2 separate regions of the Cricetulus griseus genome follow, and region 2 is linked to region 1. Evidence: chromatin contacts called from public Hi-C data. All regions are on one chromosome and are shown on one strand. Each heading gives the region's core, a stretch centred on a gene start, on an enhancer-like site or on the middle of the called end of the contact. The rest is flanking DNA. Distances are from core to core; before and after follow the strand shown.

Region 1 (2,700 bases), core at 140-2,639:
CCTTTTCTTTTGGGGTTTTTTTTTTTTTTTTGCCCAGCTTACAATGCCATTGAAAAAATATATGTCTATGTGTGTATGTGTGCGTATGTATATCTCTATATAGATATATATGTGCATGCATATATGTGTGCATATACATATGCCCTCAATGCCTCCGCTATGTATTTGGAAGTGAAGAAATATGCTTCTAAGTAGGGCATGAAAAATCTATGGCAGATTAGAGCACATTTTCAAGTAAGTGATCGTGGAAATACTGTACCTGTGAGGAGCTTGTGGGTTCCTGCTAATAATCACTAAAGGAAAGCTTGCTTGCACATTTCAGTCCCAATACTGAAAATCAGGGAGTTAATAAACACACAAGCAAAAAAAACACATCCTTGGGGTCAGCAGCTCCCTCATGTCTTTGCACACCCTCTCATTTCCATGACAGCACTCGACACAAATGAGAAACTGATGATCACCATGCCGGACCTGTCAAAGCCTAAAGGCCATGATTCTAAACTGCTGATTCTCAACCATTTAGGATGGAGAATTCCCAGTGCAACTGATCTTTAAAGTAGTCAATCCAAGTGTCATCTAACTGTTTGCACCAACAGGTTCAGACTTAGGGATGAGAGATGCCTAAATGGTCAGAGACTCGAGTGGCAGAGAGAAAACACCAACACCAGAGCATACCGTAGCACATCCAGACTGCAGCGAGCTGAATGGAACCATGTTTTCCTTAACTTTGGAAAGCCTGGAGAAATGTTTATTTTACCAAGAAAGTGTTTCAGAGGCTGGAGAGCTAGATGCCTTTGTGGGTTAGAGAGCTTGCTGCACAAGCGTGAGAACCTACATTGAATCCCCAGCACTCTCACAAAAAGCCAGGCACAGCCATGGGCACCTGACACTCCAGCACTGTGGGAGACAGAGATGGGAGGATCAGCAGGGCTTGAGACGTGACAGTCTATTCCCAGGTACAGTGAGACCCTGTCTCAATGAATAAGATAGAGAGTGAGAGCAAGAGCAGGACACCTGACGTCATCTTCTGCCCTCCACAGCATACACACTTGTGTGTACACCTCTAAAAAAGGGTATTTTAGAGATATAGGTTAAAGACAAATCCTTCCAGCAAGCACACTGCTTTGTTTGATCAGCCAGATCATGTGTCGTTTACACAGTCAACTGGGTGAAAGTTAAAGGAAGTTTTGCATGTGTAAGGGATAGAGGATTACACCCTGGGGGTTAATTTTACTCATAGAAAAAGAAGTGACTTTAATTTCATTAATGATCTCCTGGACAATTCTGCTCCAAGCTTAACCCTCCATTAAATATTAATTTAGTGGTGCTCAGTGCTTAGTCCACGGCCTTTGGTATCACCGCTGGAACGGACACTAACCTGTTCCGTATTTATAACTGAATCACAGGGCTTTTTCAGGAGAAGTCAGCAGAGCAATGCCACCTACTCCTGTCCCCGTCAGAAGAACTGTTTGATCGACCGAACCAGCAGAAACCGCTGCCAGCACTGTCGACTGCAGAAATGCCTTGCCGTAGGGATGTCTCGTGATGGTGAGCCTCTCACAGCTGGAGTGGGCAAACGCATGGGGCTGGGCAAGCATGCACTCCTGAAATGGGTACTGCTCCATCAGGGGAAGCCCTCTCAGCCTTCCCAGGTCCCTCTGGCAGGTTTATGCAATCCACAGCACTTCCTTTATCCCGATCTCCTGGAGTCAGCTGACTAGCTCATGGGGGTAGGCAGAGAAGTGTCTTGTAGTCAGAAAACCTTCAGGTTGCCACCATTTCAGAAACTACAGGTATGTGTCTTCTGAAGGCTTTCATAAACATGCCTCCCGCAGGAAACCCAAGCCAGGACAAATCAAGTAGATGTAACGATAGTAAGTCTACTGGCATTTAGCAGGAAATAGTTCTTACGGTAACTGGGTCGTCTGAATCACCTGCCAACGTCAAACATTTGCACCTTCCGAACATGTGAAAGTAGTGCAAAGTGAGGCTTGGTGGTAAACGTCCTTTTTCATTAAGAGAAGGCATCAGGACTAGAAATGGGCCACTGTCCAATTACAGAGCATCTCACGATCTTCCCTGAAACTATCTTAAGTGCACCAAAAGACGCCAGGATTCGGGACAGTTCTGCATGGAACTGGGCAGGAAGTGCAGCAGGTCCACTTTAAGGACTTTTCCAAGTACACTAGCGGACTGTCTCCAAAGATCTCCTTGGGTGGAGCATCAGCCTGTGCTTCCCACCATCAGCTAAGTTCTTAGGACTCTGTGGAGCCACCCAGGCTCAGGTTCATATTCACTACATATCCTGTGAGTCTCTCTGCACTGCTAGAGGGATCACACTTTTGCCATTAGGAAACAGGAATCTCAGAACCAACAGTAAATTTGTCTTCCTACAGCATAAGAGTGACAGTTGGCTATGGCTCTTATCAACCTGTAAGTTAAAACTGAGTGCTGGTCCTTCTTATCCCCCTCACTGGATACAACTGCCATTTTATTAAGACAAAAGCCAAACCATAATTACACAGAGTTCCAAAAGTTTTATCCAGGGGGTGTTCCAAAATATTCTTTGTCACTCCACAAATTAAATGCCTTCGGGAAGGCTTCATGTGTATGTACATAAAATAGTATAGGTTGTTGTGAGGAAGAAAATATATTCAGAGCTTTATAAAATTAAATGCCTGTTTGGCATCCAGCCCCATC
Region 2 (2,700 bases), core at 164-2,663, 160 kb after region 1:
CGTGGCTTTTCTTTTTGGTGCCCAGGAAATACTTTTTCTCCCTCTTGGTCTTTGTTGTTTCTGAGGAAGAGATTGGGAAGAGCAAGGGGAGTCACTTTGTGATCTGACTGTGCAGACTGTGAATGGCAGCACTGTCCTAAACTCGGCTTTAATTCTAATCTTTGATAAGCAGCCCCAGGCGCCAACAGAGGGAGGCCGCCCTTTCAAGAATTTCCAGTGACATTTATGTTGGGGCAGCAGTCAATTTATTATCATTTAGCAGCAGAATTGATTTGTAATTTTTAAGTGTTTTATTGGCTATAAAAGATAAAATGTGGAGTAAAGGACATAAAGTGGTATTTTGTCAGGTCAAGGGATGGGTTTATGCTTTAACGGACAGAGTGTTCAAAGGGTGAAAAGGTTTGGCCAGCTGCCTCCAATTCCTGTCCCTTTATGTGCGTGTTCAACAGGCTTCCCTCTGTGGGTCATGTACAGAGGCTCACCCACACCCTGAGCGCCTTTTATCTGAGGTATTAACTCAGCTGTTTAGATTAAGACTATCACAGGGCTTCTGAGGCTGACATGAAGCAATGGGGATGAGTCTAAATGAATCAGGTGCTTGACACATTCAGATGGGCGGTTTGTTCACCAGGGACGGTGGCCACACTGTGTCTCCAATGAGCAGACAAAATCAGAGTCTGAGAAGCAAGTAGACTGTTGCAGGGAACAGAGTCTGATCTTTGGGAATAGTCACTGTGGTATGGGGTCGGGGGTGGGGGTGTGATGCAGGAGGGAGGCAGGCTCACCAGCTTCCCCTCAACATGGTCTCTATAGGAAGGGGGAAAGGGGACAAGGAAAGAAAGACTAAACGCATTGCAAAGTGATTATTGGATAATTTGGTGCAGCGGCTCTCAGATTTTAGTGCTTGGATTACAGTCTGCTGGTGGCCTAGTTAAAACCTGGAGTGCTGGGCCACCTCCGGAGTTTCTGATGCAGGAGATCTGAGGTGGGTGAGTGTCATTTCTTGTGTTCATGCATGCGATGTGTGGAGGTCAGACGTTGATGTCAAGCATCTCTCTATCATTCTGCACTTTATTGTGTGTGCGCATGTATTTGTGTATTTGTATGTGTGCACTGTTGTACGTGCATATGGAGGCCAGAGGTCTGCCTTGAAAGCCTTCCACTCTCTCTACCTTACTCTTTGAGACTAGCCCTCACTGAACCCAGACTCACTGTCCAACAAGCTCTGGGACCCCTCCTGTCTTTACCATTAGCAGTTGTGCATCACCAGGCCCTGGTGTTTGCACTTTGGACAGAACCATCTCTTTGGCTCCTCCCCCTTCTCTTCTGAGTCAAGTTCTCTTGAAGAACCTGGAACTCACTGACCAGGTTAGACTGGCTAGCTAGTGAGGTCCAGGGATCACACTCTGGGATCACACTCCTGTTCTCATGCTTGACCGAGCATCTCACCCACTGAGCAGTCTCCCCTGCTCTGAGATTCTACAGTTTGACCAGGATCTGACCCTAAGAGACTTCAAGGCCACTGTGTAGGGAGTGAGAGAAGTCCTGGGTCAATGTTTATTGTCAAGTTGGAACCGGTCATGGCAAGGGCTCAATGCCTCAGATTTATGGGAGTAGCAAAGCTTTCCCCAGGTGAGTCAGAGGAGTGGCAAAACCTTTCTCTGGTCCCTGGGGGTGGATGTGCAGTGTTTGCTGAAATTGTCCACCACAACTCCTCCCCCACCCGATGTTTATGGCCTGAAGACTGCTCCCCCACAGAGACTGCTCCTACCAAGATTAACCCCAAAGTTCAGCTCTATGTACTGACCCCGCCTCCTTGTTCAGCTGTCTGTACTAACCCTGCCTCTTTGTTTATCTGTATGTAATACCCCTGGCTCCTTGTTCACCTGAACATAATAAACACACTGAAACTTGCAAGATCCCAGCTTTTCTGAATGTGTGTCTGTCTTTTCTTAGTTCCCTTGTTGCCCCAGGCAGAGTGTTCCAGGACCCAAGCTGTGCAGACACAGCATTGCTGCTCTGGGAATGTTTCCTCAGAGGAAGCTATATCGTAGGTCCTCATTTGTCCATGGCAGAAACAAGGGGACATGCCACAAGCATCTGTTGGGGTCCAGGAACACCTCTTTTTCAGCTCAGAATCAAGAGATCCTTGAGTCCATAGAGGTGTGCACATATGGTGTGTGTGTGTGTGTGTGTGTGTGTGTGTGTGTGTGTGTGTGTGTGTTTGTATGTGTCTGAGCAAGCAATCTAAGGCCTCACCAGGGGATAAATAGCTTTCATCTTTGCAGCTTCCAATCCAACACTGTATCAAGGAATGGGGTCCTGTTTGTTTTGAAGGCTTTGCTTCCAAAGTAATCCAGGTGCTTGGAACTCCTCGAGAAGGTCACTTGTTTTCTTACTATGCTCGGGATGCTGAGCACAGGGCTATGTGCCAGCTCTGGTATAGGGCTCAAACGATTTGGTGTAAAATGGAGATGCTGGGCCACTTTACCAATGATCTTGGAGTTTGGAGGTAGCAGCAAAGCCTGGGGGACAGCATAGGTGTCCCCACTATGAACCCACTTGGGCACAGTACAGGTATAACCCAATGAAGCCACAGAGGGACAGCACAGGCACAGCCCATGAAGCCACTGGGGGACAGCATAGGCACAGTCCATGGAGCCAGTGCTGGTGGTCACCTAGAAATACTGGCCCCTGACT

What was found. A called contact is a pair of places that touch in the nucleus more often than the background predicts.
Region 2: a contact with region 1 is called in a Hi-C map of the CHK-Q cell line, with 6 times the contacts expected there. The contact joins two enhancer-like sites. A contact is called at or near these places in 3 of 8 Hi-C or Micro-C datasets (the CHK-Q cell line, the CHL-YN cell line and fibroblasts).

Annotation. Positions count from the first base shown.
Region 1 is chr4:180,911,867-180,914,566 of CriGri-PICRH-1.0, forward strand. Rora (nuclear receptor ROR-alpha) reads left to right here. Exons shown (of 11, transcript XM_035444448.1): 4 at 1,407-1,548. Among named protein-coding and RNA genes, the nearest start is that of Ice2, 39 kb to the right of the region's middle. Within about 2 kb of position 1,390, at least 1 of the 6 cell types and tissues checked has open chromatin away from gene starts, as enhancers often do.
Region 2 is chr4:181,069,243-181,071,942 of CriGri-PICRH-1.0, forward strand. No RefSeq gene overlaps it. Among named protein-coding and RNA genes, the nearest start is that of Anxa2, 60 kb to the left of the region's middle. Within about 2 kb of position 1,414, at least 1 of the 6 cell types and tissues checked has open chromatin away from gene starts, as enhancers often do.